Regions from separate parts of the Ovis aries genome. Here region 2 is linked to region 1. The links are chromatin contacts, called in public Hi-C maps. All regions are on one chromosome and are shown on one strand. Each heading gives the region's core, a stretch centred on a gene start, on an enhancer-like site or on the middle of the called end of the contact. The rest is flanking DNA. Distances are from core to core; before and after follow the strand shown.

Region 1 (6,923 bases), core at 470-2,969:
CTCCACGCTTTTCAGCATTGTGCTCACTGTACTGACAACATTCACCTCAGTTCTGCCCGTCATCCTGCCTGTTTAGGACAGGGGAGAGAACGTGGGGCCAGAGGGGACCATGGAGGGAAGCCTCCAGAAGGCCCATGGCCTTTCATTCCTGTCCCAAGGCCGGGAGGCCAAGTCTAAAGAGAAGCTTCTTAGAGAGGCCTGGGAAGGGGCCAGGGAGGGGCGTGCAGAGCTCTCTGGAATGTCCAAGGCTCTCAAGGAATCTGTCAGATGAGAAGGGAAAAGGAAAGTGGTAACCAGGTCAAAGGACATGAGTTTTCAGATGATTATTCATCACAACTAGAGGATGACCAACCGTTGACTAGATTACTAATCCCACGGGTATGGAGGGAAAAGGCTTGTTGGCTTTTTTGCAGTGTTTCCCCTGCCATGCAAGGGTGGGGCCCAGCACTCAAAAGCGGGGGGTGTCAGGGGGTGGGGGAGTTGGGGGGATTGAAGCCAGAATCTTCCGGCTCAAGCTATGGTTCCCCTCTCACCAGCATGTGACCTTTTTAGGCCCCAAATTCCTCATCTAAAAATACGGGCAGTTGCCACCTGGGGCTGCACTGCACACTCTGTGAGAACATTTCTCATAAAGAGGGAATGCAGCCATTATTGTTAATATGCAGGAGCCCTAATTTCTCTCCAAGCCAACTAGTGCTGTCTCAATATCAGCAAAGAGAAAGATAGGTATTTATCAAGCCATTTTGTAATCTTTGGGGATTTTCAAAGGCTTTTTAAAGCCTGAAGAAAAGCAGCCAAATTGCTTCGGTTTCTCCATCTGTTCCTCCATGTTATCTCCATCATCTTGGGGGAAAACATGGGCCCTTTGGGGAAAGGCCTTGGCAGGTAGCCACCGTCAGGCCTCCCCACCGGCTTGGAGGGGCAGCCAGCTAGCAGGTAGTCGCCCAAGGAAGGATGAGCTCGGACAGGCCACCTGAGACCTTGGGTCCAGGGTTGCCTTGTACTCTTTTGCCCTCATGGGCCACTGCCTCCATTAAAAAAATATTTTAAAATATATTTTGTTACTTCACTGGTATAAAAGTAATTCAGAACCACCGCTGGGTTATTACATATTCATCCTTAATTTCTCTGATGGTTTTGAGAAAATAAAAATATAACTGGAAATAGGTGAAGTATGAGGAGCGGTATGGCCTCTAGGGGGCAGCACGAGCTCACCAGATGCTTATGTGACCCGGGGTGGCGGGTAAACCGTGGGTGAGCACCCAGCAGCGACTCCCACCGCTGACTCACAAAGGCCTTTTGCTTCTCCCAGCGCCTTCTCGGAGAGGGCTGTGTTAGCGCCTCTCACCCTCAGCCCAGGAAGCAGAAGGGCGGAGCGGGAGTTACTGCCCCACTCGGGGCAGAGAGGCTCACCCTGGGAGGCGCAGGGCCGCGCGGGGTCACACGGTGGCAGAGGCGGGACCCGACCAGAATTTCCTGGCTCCTCCTGCCGGAGTCTGCCTCGGAGCCTCAGCAGGCAGGATGCTCCGAAGGCCCGAGAAGTTGGTGATGTCGGCTCAGCCCTGCCGCGTCCCCCATCCCAACACTGGCAGGCAGGGAGCAGCCGCCCCTTCCCTTCTTGGCACCCCTCCCCCCACATGCCTTTGTTCACTCGCTCTGCCTACCCTCCCCCCACAACACCCCACTCCCTCCAGAGTCTGGCAGGTGGGAGAAGTTCCTCCGCTCCCCCAGAACTGAGCCGGACATCAAAGGCGCACACAGAGGACAGGACGAACCGGTGCAGCACAGGGGTGGGGGGCGGCTGGGGGGCCTGGGCCAGGAGGCACAGCAAAAAAGACCAGAAACAAAACCAACAGAACACCAGGCGGGAGATGATCGCATCTCCAGGCTCCCAGGGGGAACACCCAGCACATGGCCGGTGGGAACAATAGGCCTTCCTTTCTCCCCTCCCCAGCTGGGAACGCACCCTCTGGGGAAGGGGAGAGAGGGAGAGGGAGACCCTCTCTCCCCTAGGGTCTGCCTGAGTAGGGCCTGGACCCCAGGGGAAGCTAGTTTACAACACACATAATTGATTTTCTTTCCTTTTGTAGAGGTGAGGGTGGTGCCTAAACCCATGACAGAAACTGCTCCGCCTTGCTGGATGAGCAGAAAAAGTTGCTCATTTTTTAAAGGGGAAATATGAGATGCCAGCTGACTGAAATGGATATGGCAAAAGGGCAACCCTGTTCTCTTTCAGAGAGCATCTGTTTGGTTCAAAGGGGCCAAGAAGATTCTGGAACTTTGGCAAAGTGTGGCCAGGCCTGAGGCAGGGGTACAAGGCCTTCCGCAGAGGCCCTGGGGGGTGGATGGGGGGGACGCCTGGGGGCCCCTCTGCAGGACAGAGGTGACATCCGCCACAGAACAGCCCACCCTCAGCATCACCTCACCGGCAGGAGTCTGTCTCATCTCTCACACACAGTGACCCCAGCGCCCGTCTGGTTAGGCAGGTCCAGCTAGGAAGCAGAAATGACAGGCTCATCATGCAGATGGAGAATAAGCCATAGCTGGTCTCCCGTGTTGCTCCTCTGACCCCCCAGGAGATCGGCACGACGAGGGGACAGTCTAGTTTAGGTTGGGAGAGCAGGACTGAGACCTGCTCAGGAAAGGAACAGGACCCTCAGGAGAACGCCTGGTTGTGGAGGCTATGGCTAGGGACCTTCCTGGTAGGGGGACGGGCAGGAGGTCAAGAGCCACAGGAAGAACTCGTCTAAGGAAAGTCTGCACTTGGGGGTAGCCGTGGCTTTGCCCAGGCCAAGCCAGACTCACCATGTTCGGGAATTCTGTGACACAGGATGACTGACTTCCACAACCAAAGGGGACTTTCAGGAGATCTCTTTTTTTTTTAAGCTTTTTTTGTATTAGGGTATAGCCGATAAACAATGCTGTGAGTTTCAAGTGAACAGCAAAGGGACTCAGCCATGCATATACATGTTATCCATTCTTCCCCTCACATCCAGGCTGCCACGTAACATTAGGCAGAGTTCCCTGTGCTATACAGTAGGTCCTTGTTGGTCTGAATGCTCTCGTCTGATCCCCGCGAATTGCCACTGAAAGGGGTTTTGGAGGAAATATCCTTAAACCCCTGTGTGGCCCAAAGGGACAGTGTGACTTGCTGAATGCCCCACAGCTGCTCAGAGGACAGAAACAGGAAGCCCTGGTTCCCCGATCCATGGTCTGGAGCTCCTGCTGGTAGATCACCTTGACAATGGAAAACGTAGGTGGCCTCGAGGAGCCCTGAGGACCTGGAGTGACTGAAGCCCAGGGCGGAGGATGCAAAATGGACTTTGATTTTAAGGTCAGACCGGAGAGGGAGGTAAGCCACCAAAATGGGGTGATTTATCAGAGTAGCTAGAAAGCCAAAACATGGCCAGCTGGAGGTCACCTGACAGGGAAGGACATCTGTGAAATGGTGTCTAAGGTTCCACCCATCTCCGGTGTTTGGAGACATGCTGTTCTAGGAGCCTGAGACTCCAGGGAACTCAGAGGTAGTCAGTGTGCAAGGAGCAGGCCTGGGAGGGCCATGACTCATCCCTCAGTCATCCCTGGACCCCTCAGGCAGCCCTGAGTCAGCAGCCATTTCTGAGATGGGCACCATCTCCCGAGGCCTTTGATGGTGACTCAGCAGAAAGGGTCAGGCGGAGGCACCACCTTCCCCTGGGGCGGCCTGTCAGCTGGAACCTCCCACCTGGGCCTCCTGGGTCCCTCCTCTGTCTCTGGGAGAGCAGAGTGCTGGCTTCCTCCCAGGATCTCACCCCACGGCCTCTCAGAGTCTCCCCAGCCCCAGGCAGGGGTGCGGTACCACAGGACCCCCGTGGACTAGGGCAACATCATTTTGGCTCCTCTGAGTTAAGCAGCCAGATTTCTTCAAAAGCTTATTTTGCCAAAGAAAAGAGTATAGGGTTTAGATTTGGAAAACGCTTTAGAGAACAGTCAACTCTATAATCTCACAGATGAAGAAACTGGAGTGTGGATTGATGGTGTGATTTTCCCGAGAATACCCAGAGCTTATTTCCTCGAGGCCATCATTTTGCCTGGTTAACCAGTAGGGCAGGCTGAGAGGTCTTCTGAGAGAGGAACACAGCGCCAGCTCACGTGCCTGGGCTTGTCCTGTGGCCAGCAGAATCACACCCCTGCCCCTGCTCCCCAGATGTCCAGCCTTCGGTCCCTGGAACCTGTTAATAGATCACCTTATACAGCAAATGGGACTTTGCAGACATGATAACATTCAGGATCTTGAGGTGAAAGCACATTCCGGATTATCTGGGTTGGTAAACCTACCGACACAGGAATCCTTGTAAGTGAAAGAGGGAGGAAGGAGAGGCAGAGAGTCAGGGGGAAAGGGTTGAGGTCCAAGGAGCTCAGGTTCTAGGAGCTGGGAAAGGAAGGAAACCGATTCCTCCCTGGAGCACCCAGAAGGAATCAGTCTGCCTGCTCCTTGATTTTAGCCCAGTGAAACCCATTCAGACTTCTGACTTCCAGAACACCAAGATAATAAACCTGTGCTGCTATAACAAGTTTGCAGTAATTCGTTACAGCCGCAGTGGGTTACTGACACATGTCTCCTTCCTGCTCCATTCCGCTGCAATTCAGTTGGTGGTTTTAAAGAATATGTTTGAAAACTAATTTGCCATCCCTTGATTTCCACTTAATGAGATATAAACATAAGCTACTTAGGAAGATGATGGTAAAAATACTTTTCTTCAATAATGAGAGTTGTACATACTTAAACAAGTTGGACTCAGTTGAATATAAAAAATAATAAAAGGTAACAGTAGCTGCTACTATGGACAAGTGTGCTGTGCTTAGTCGCTCAGTAGTGTCCTATTTTTTGCAGCCCCATAGACTGTAGCCTGCCAGGCTCCTCTGTCCATGGGGATTCTCCAGGCAAGAATACTGGAGTGGGTAGCCATTTCCTTCTCCAGAGGATTTTCCTGACCCAGGAATCGAACCCAGGTCTCCCACGTTGCAGGCAGATTCTTTACCATCTGAGCCACCAGGGAAGCCCAGGTGATGTGTACAGGTAGGTGAGAGCTGATTATTCCTTCACAATCTGCTATTAGATTATCATGAAATCTCTGTCTCTGCACAAAAGACTAACTTAAGGGAAACATCATGGTGTTGCAGAGGTAAGATTCAAATAAACTATAGGTTTGGCCATCAGACAACCAGATTGCTCTGAGCCAACTGCCAGCCACAGGACCATGTAGGGATCAAGCCTCAGGTGTGAGACTTCCCTAGTGGTCCAGTGGTTAAGAATCCCCCTGCCAATGCAGGGGACGTGAGGTCAGTTCCTGGTCTGGGAAGATGCCACATGCCTCAGAGCAACTAAGCCCACACGCCACAAATACAGAAGCCTATGTACCACAACTACTGAAGTCTGCACACCACAGAGCCTGCATGCTGCAACTACTGAGCGCACGAGCCTAGAGCCTGTGCTCCATGACAAAAGAAGCCAGTGCAATGAGAAGCCCGCACCCTTTAAGGAAGAGCAGCCCCTGCTCCCCTCGATTAGAGAAAGCCTGAGTGCAGCAATGCAGACCCAGTGCAGCCTAAAATTAACAAATGATTTTAAAAAAATCTCTGGTGCATATTAGGCTAGAAGCTATAGGCCCCTAGCTCTACATTCAGTTCATGTGAGGAGAGTTGTAAATATTTGGCCAACCCATGTAACTTGAATCCTATTAACTTCACAAAATTAAATCCATTTTGCATACTCCTTATGCGGCTGACTCATTAGAAAAGACCCTGATGCTGGGAAAGACTGAAGGCAGGAAGAGGAGAGGACAACAGAGGATGAGATGGTTGGATAGCATCACCGACTCGATGGACATGAGTTTGAGTAAACTCTGGGAGACGGTGAAGGACAGGGAAGCCTGGCGTGCTGTAGTTTGTGGTGTCGCAGAGTTGGACATTACTTAGTGGCCAAACAACAACAACAACGCTAATGAGCAGAGCCTCCCATACTGTTCAAAGATAGGGATAACTGTATATCCTGTGGTAGCTGCCTCTGGATGTGGACAAGGGTACATCTTCACACACACCGTGTCAACCCATCTGGGCTGAAGCATTTCAGTGTATATCACAGACACTGTGACAGGCTCTGGCCCTCAACACCTGGGGATGCAGGTCAGGCTCCGCTGAGAAGCCTCTCCCCCATTCTGTCCCAGTCCCATCATGGTGTGGGGCCGAACAGCTTCCACCACTCTGTGTGGATCAGCCAGGAGACAGGATGTCCGGCTCCCCTCCTGGGAGGTGCCCCACCTGCTCCAAGTGGTTCTCTGGCAACTCTCTCCACTTGGCTTGAGGTTGACAGTCACGTTCTCAGCATATTAACAACTCACCTCTCTGTCTTCCTCATCAACCCCACCTCTCCTCCCCACACCCCGAGGTGATGGGCTCAGGGTCACTGGGCTCCCTTTTCTGGGTCGCTGCATAGCATGTTCTGTGTGGATGGTCTCCTGCCCTCCCTAGCCTCTGGAGTGGCTGATAGTACCCCCATGTCCTTAGCTTTAAGGGATCAGCTGAGATTCTGCCGCAAGAGGAAAAGCCCCCTAAACATCCTGCTACAGAGCAATGGAAGTCGTCACGTTTCCCTTTTCACCTCGATTGCTAAGGCTGCGTTTCATACCTGCCTGTTCTAACTTCTCCTGGATCTAGATCTCAGAAACCCCTGGACCCATCTATCCCCCTGCCTTCTTCCCCCTCCCTCCCCGCTAACTCATTCATGCCTTCTCTCTGCTGCTCCCTTGCCTTGTTCTTTTGCCCTTCCTTTAATGATTCTGTTGCTCATTCACCTCTGAAACTGAGGCAGAGTTACCTAGAATGAATGAGTTGTTTAAAAAAAAGTATAAAATTTTACTACAACTTTCCCAGTGGATGGCTCC
Region 2 (7,107 bases), core at 56-2,555, 1.2 Mb after region 1:
GATCAGCCCTGGGATTTCCTTGGAAGGAATGATGCTAAAGCTGAAACTCCAGTACTTTGGCCACCTCATGCGAAGAGTTGACTCACTGGAAAAGACTCTGATGCTGGGAGGGATTGGGGGCAGGAGGAGAAGGGGATGACAGAGGATGAGATGGCTGGATGGCATCACTGACTCAATGGATGTGAGATTGAGTGAACTCCAGGAGTTGGTGATGGACAGGGAGGCCTGGCGTGCTGCGATTCATGGGGTCGCAAAGAGTCAGACACGACTGAGTGATTGAACTGAACTGAACAGTAAAGACTGGGGCTTCCTAGGCAGCACAGTGGTAAAGAATCCACCTGCCAAGGCAGGAAACACCAGAAACGTGAGTTCGATCCCCAAGTCAAAAAGATCCCCTGGAATAGGAAATGGTAACCCACTTCAATATTCTTTGCCTGGAAAACTCCATGGACAGAAGAGCCTGGCAGGCTACAGTACATGGGATCACAAGAGTCAAACACAACTGAGCAACCTCGCACGCGCGTGTGCGCACACACACACACACACACACACACACCCCATTACTGCTGAATGAGAATTTAAGTCAGAGATAAAAGGCACCCCATTTCTTCAACTCTATTCAACAATTTAAAAAGCCATGTAGCAAATTAATAAGAGACTGAAATTTAATTTCAGCATTTACTCATCTCACAGAGGTATGATCAGAGAAGTCCAAAAGCACAATGCCAGTGCTCATCACCAAAGGAAGAAGACAACCTAACCATTTCCTGGTGAGGGCTATAGCCACATACTTGACACATGTGCTCAGAAAATAGTTGCTAAATGAATGAAGGACTCAAAACTAAGGCACAAATCTTGCCCTGGTAAGTACTGTGAAATCACTTCAAATACTCCTAAACTAGAAGCATTAACTTGAAGCATAAGCTTCTGAAGAAACCGATGTGTAAGATTCCGTTTTTTGAGTCATAAATTCTGGCATGGGGAGTGTGACATCTCTCTCTTTGGCTGGGGAAGCACACAGAGGAGACTTAAGCAGAAGTCAGCCAAGCTCAGCAGTTTTCTTAGGCCCCAGGGGACTCAGGCTACAGTGTTTTGTTACAAGTTGGCTGAATTTCTCAACTTTAAAGACTGAACTAATAAAAAGTATTTAGAAATCCAAATGGCAAAAGAAAGTGAAAAAAATCCAGTAAATCCAGCCTGCTGGGAGGCCCTTTGCTGAGAAGACGGTATGCCCTCCATCCCTGTCCTGCGTGTGTGTTCTCTCTAAATATCGCAGTGGTGCAGAACTTTAATATGGCAAGGGCTAGAAGGGGCTTCCCACACTTTGCGAATAAAAGGCAGAATGACTCTTTAGAGACCTAGAGGTGGGCTTATCATTAACACAGTTCCTCAGAGAGTGCTTCACACACTTAGCCAGATCTGCACAGAGAGGATTAATGTAAAAGCAGGCAGGAAATAAAGGCAGGGGGCAAAGGAGACTTGTAAAACCCAACCACCATCTGCCGTTTCAAATCCAGCAGCACCAAGGTAGTTTAATTTGCAGAAATTTTCCTTCTGGTTTCAAAACACTGCTTAGGCAAAGATGGAGTAGGTCACCTGGGAGTTATGCACAAAAGGGCTTTACTTAGTGGAGATAAATGAATGAACACACAGAAAACAACAAAACAGGAAGATCACAAATGTGTGCCTTGATAACAAGATATTACAACAATTAGATTAGTATTTGGCAGTGGAGCTGCTCAAGTCAGGCCAAACCATGGAATTTACTCCACCTTAACCAAAAAAAAAAAAAAAGTTTATAAGAGCTATCTTTGACCAAAATGTAAAGGAATAGTAACTCTTTTTTGTTGATGTCTTTTATAACTTTAGGTTTATAGAATTGAATGAATCACATTCCTCATTCACAGTATGCTGTCATCCACAAGGCTATTATATTCTATTTCAGTTTGTTTTATTTTACATCTCTTTATTCCCCATTCCCAGTCCCAATCTCTTCCCAGGTAGTATAGACACCAACTCTGGTACATTTAAAGTTTGATCTTTCATACATATTTACTTAGATATGTGTATATCTATATTATGATAGGTAAATCTTGCTTATATCAAGATTTTTCCTGTTGCATAGCATTCCATTAAATGCATGTACCACATTTCATTTAGACATTCAGATGTAGATAGACACCTATATCATTTCTGACCTTTGTTAGAACAAGTAATACTGCCATGAACATTTTCATAAGTCTTTCTTAGGGCATCTATTTGTAGAACCATGCAAGTGGTTTTCCAGATGTTGACATTCCTCTGGGCGTGGAATTTCTAAGCATAGTATATGCATGTCCTTAATTTCACTCTGCAGTGTCAAGATGGCTCACTAGAATAGCTGTTTATATTTCTACCAGCACAGGAAAATTCTCATGTCCCCACATCTTTGGTGAGTATTTGATGATACCTGATTGATCATTCTTGCCAACTGGACTGCTAGAAAATGTAGTCATTTTAAACTGCATTTTTCAGATTATATTCACTTAAAGATATTTAATAATTACATGAGTTTCCTTCTCTATTAATTACTTATTAACAGTCTGTGTTTTCTGACTTTTCTCGCTATGAATTAAAACTGTGTTCAAGAATCCCTTGAATATCCTAGATAATAATTTTTTTGTTGGTATGACACATTGAAAACAACTTTTCTAATCTCTTTTCCTATAGGTTGCTTGTCTATGATGGCCATTGTTAAATAGGGATCCTTGATTTTGGCAAAAAATAATTTTTAGGGTTGACTGTAGACTATCTGGAGTCTTATTTATGAAATCTCAAACAAAATGACAAAAATACTCTTTTGCATTTTCTTTCATATGCTTTACAGTGCTTTCCATATTAAGGTCTTTAATCCATCTAGATTCCATGTGGAGAATCGAAGATTCATGCTAACTCCCAAGGGGATGAAAGCCGTGCAACTCCAACCAACTTTACCAAATTCAGGAATGTCAGCAAAAAATGGAAAAATTTCTCATTTTTCAAGAGAAACCATAACCTATATTCTTTCTATGTAACACTTCCTGATATTTAAAACATATATATGAGCCCAGACTCATCCTTGTGAGCTGCCAGCTGGTGACATTTGAGTCACAGAATTTCTCTTTAATAATTTGACCTGACCTTTGTAGATTTGTACTCTAGTTATCACCAGAACAAGCAGCTTTTCTCTATTCCTTTATTTAACTGAGTGTACCTGCTCCTAACCTGTTCCTAATTCTCCCCATTTAGTAATTTTTATCCCCATCTTTGTATAGACAAAATAACGAACCATCCCTCAGTCAACTTATTTCCTTGTCATTACACGAATACAACCTAATGGTAACAGGGATAGTCACGTGCTTTTCAAGAACCAACTCTGATGTGGCATAAAAGAGGAGTTATTTTTTTACCAACTGCCTCACAATGCAGATTCCAGGAATGTATGTGCCTACACCAAGGACTGACTGGAGGGAGCTGTTTTATAAATACCTTGAAAACAAGTGCTGTGTCGTCAGTCCCAGGAGTTCCTCACAAAAGCATTTAACGGAGGATTCCTTTGTCCCTGCATCCTCTAGCAAGTGAATGCTTTAAAAACAAAAACACACTGACCCTCAAAGCAGGTATGGAGGTGGCCAACAGAAACTTTGCACATCCTGGAACAACTCGGATAAGAGAATTCTGGTTGGCCAACTTATAATAAACTAGAGAAGAACTTGGTAGAAACTTTGGTAAATTACATTAATATTCAAAATACCTGACACCTTTTCTGTAGGAAGATTACTTTCACTGTGTTGATGTTATATGTGGCCATGAGACCTGTAATATTCTGTCCTGGAGGCACCTTATTGAATTTGGGACTAGTCACATGACTGGCTTTGGCAAAGACATGTGAACAGAAGTGCTGCTTTTGAACAAAACTTTCTTTCTTCCTTTGACTGACACATCACAGAAGAGCCCACTCCTTCAACCTGAGTCACAGAATAAAGATGACATGGAATAAAGCCTCGACTGACTTGCAGTGGAAATGCTGCATGAGTGAGAGACAGGCCTTTGTGGTCATAAGCCACTGAGATTCTGGGGCTGTTTGCTGCCACAGCATAACTGAGCCTCAGCTGACACACAAAATTTACTATAACAAGTTCATGATACCTGCATTTTAGACATTTTCCTTCCATGATTAATAGTGATTTATGTTGTTTCACTAATTCTCTTCTACTAAGCATACCACTTAATGTCCTTGAAAAGCTTCGAGAATTTAGGAGCAAGTTAAACTTAAAAAGTGTTTAATTTTAAAGAGTTATTTTATGTACCAACTTCTACTTTCCAGTGTGGCATGAAAAATATTTAGAAGTCACCACTCTGCTAACAAGAGAAAAACTAAACAAATGGAAAATCAACAGTTCTTCTTAGAGCCATCAGAAAAGAGAAGTCACAAGGCAAATTCCTATCCTTAAAACTGTAGCGATGGACAGGCATATATGGAGAATCACAGCTTCCCAGAGCAGAAACAGGAGAGCTGACACCTCCGCAGAAGCACGTACAGGGTAGGAAAACCTGGAACTGTAATTGATGAATGGCTGGAGGCTCAGTGTGGACAACTCTGAGAGTTAAAACTCCAGGTGGTGAGGGGACCCACACACTTTTGCAAGTTTCATCTCCTGGAGCTGAACCAGGTTTTCACAGTGAGTATCAGAGGAAAATCCTCTAATGCTTCCAGCAGGGGGAAGAGAAATTGAACTATTTTGAAATACAGTAGAACATTTTTTTAAACAAGGCTAGCCCTTGAGAGAAATTGTTTTACCTGAGCCCAACCTACTGGGGTTTTATCAGACCCTAACTGGTCTGGGTGAAGGGAAATGGCCAACTCCAGCTCACAATGGCCACCCTGTCCCACCTAAGGGGGTGGGGAGTTGAAGGGGCAGGAAGAGAAGCACTTGTGGGGTTCCCAGCCCTGGCCACAGGCTCAGTAAAAGACCAAAACCTGATCACAGGACTAGTGAACTCTGTCCTTCCTCCCACACCTTACCACCATATCACTAAAGGGATATTTGTTGGAGTTCCTTTCGTTCAGTGCATCATGACTGGCTTTCAACAAAATTACAAGGCATACCAAAAGGCAAAAACACAGTCTGAAGAGACATAGCAAGCAACAGAAGCAGACTCAGTTATGGCAGAGATGTTAGAATCCCCAGACCATGAATTTGAAATATCTGTGATTAATACGCTACGAGCTCTAATGAAAAAACAGACAACATGCAAGAACAGATGGGCAAAGCAAGTATAGAGATGGAAATTCTACGAGAGAACCAAAAAGAAAAGCTAGAAGTCAAAAACACTGTAACAGAATAAAGAATTCCTCCAATGGGCTTACCAGTACACTGAGCACAACTCAGGGAAAAATCTCTGTGCTTGAAGATATGGCAAGAGTTCCATTACTAGGGGCTTTTAATACAAATAATGTGAATTTTAAAAACATAGAAACCTTGCCATTTGGAATCCTCGAGTTTCAGAATATCATCTTCATTGGGCAACTTCCATTTGAGCATTATTTAAAATTATGAGATGTGAGAATTTGAAAAAAAAAAACCTGGCCAGTTGCACCTCTGAACACATCAACATCTGTTCCTGCCAGCCAAAAAGTGAGGTTTCCCCTTGCTGTTAAATTTGTCACCTTCTGTGTGAAAATAGAGGACCAGTGGCATAGTGAAAATAAAGCACTAGAACACTAGGAAATTACCTTACAATATTCTCCCCAACATCCATTTGTCCGGAAGCTCTAAAGACAGTTTTGCCAACAAATAAAGATTTGGTTTCTCTTAGCTAGAGAAGTACACACAAGTGAAATCTACACAAATATCTATAGGTTTTTCTCTTTTATTTGTATTGCTGAAAATTCTTCCTTACATCCCATCTGGCTTCCTGGAAAGAGTCCCTTGTGGGCATCCAGTTGTCACACTAAGTACTTAAACATTCCGTAGTCATTTTATAAGAATACTGAATCACGTCTAAAGTTTGTCACTGACATTTATAAAGTTCATAATATTCGAAACTTACAATTAAAATGGAAACACAGAAAATTTAAGACTTCGGGATGATAACCAGTGATAGTCAACAGTGTGTGTATGCGTGTGTGTGCGTGCTCAGTCATGTCCTACTCTTTGCAAGTCCATGTACGATAGCCTGCCAGGCTCCTCTGTCCATGGAGTTTCCCTGTCCAGAATACTGGGGTGGATTGCCATTTCCTACTTCAGGGGATCTTCCCAACCCAGGGATCAAACAGCTGTCTCTGGCATCTCCTGCACTGGCAGACAGATACTCTACCACTGTGCCACCTGGGAAGCCCTCAACAGTAAGTAGTATCTGCTTTAAAAAAAAAAAAAACTTATAAGCACATTATTTTTCCAGGCTTCTAACTTAATGGACCTTATCATTTGGGGATTTCTGAAAGGGAATTTGAGTTTGGGTTTTACAGGCCCACTGGCCTCATCACCAAGTTATTCTCACAGTACCTGGGAATAACAGCTACGAAACTCATAAACACATAGGCTGGCACCTTGGGAATCTATGTCCTTTGCACTATACTACAGTGTCTCTTCTAGAGAACAGAAAAAGAGGATATACTTCTCCAATCCATTCTATGAAGTAAGTATAAACTCAATATCAAATCAAACAAGTAGCATATATGAAAGGAATATTATCAACCAATGAACATAAAGCCACTCATGAACATAACTGCAAAAATTTCAAATAAAACATTAATATAACAAACAGAAAATGATAATATAGTTGACCTTTGAACAACTTGGGGGTTGGAGCATCTCCCTCTCCCCCAGAAATAAAAAAATCTGCATATAAATTTATAGTCAGCTCTATGTATATATCTGCAGTGATTTTGGAACCCCAAAAAATAAAGTCTGATACTATTTCCACTGTTTCCCCATCTATTTCCCATGAAGTGATGGAACCAGAAGCCATGATCTTCGTTTTCTGAATGTTGAGCTTTAAGCCAACTCTTTCACTCTCCTCCTTTACTCTCATCAAGAGGCTTTTTAGTTCCTCTTCACTTTCTGCCATAAGGGTGGTGTCATC

The links. Hi-C and Micro-C count contacts between places; a contact is called where the count stands out from the background.
Region 2: a contact with region 1 is called in a Hi-C map of skin fibroblasts, with 4 times the contacts expected there. The contact joins two enhancer-like sites. A contact is called at or near these places in 2 of 16 Hi-C or Micro-C datasets (skin fibroblasts and tail adipose tissue).

What each region holds. Positions count from the first base shown.
Region 1 is chr1:231,199,217-231,206,139 of ARS-UI_Ramb_v3.0, forward strand. The region is part of intron 1 of LOC132657285 (a long non-coding RNA gene); the gene reads right to left. Among named protein-coding and RNA genes, the nearest start is that of CCNL1, 35 kb to the left of the region's middle. Within about 2 kb of position 1,720, at least 36 of the 54 cell types and tissues checked have an H3K27ac peak or open chromatin away from gene starts, as enhancers often do. A contact at or near this core is called in tail adipose tissue, where this site is marked.
Region 2 is chr1:232,421,051-232,428,157 of ARS-UI_Ramb_v3.0, forward strand. No RefSeq gene overlaps it. Among named protein-coding and RNA genes, the nearest start is that of GMPS, 110 kb to the right of the region's middle. Within about 2 kb of position 1,306, at least 4 of the 54 cell types and tissues checked have an H3K27ac peak or open chromatin away from gene starts, as enhancers often do. A contact at or near this core is called in tail adipose tissue, where this site is marked.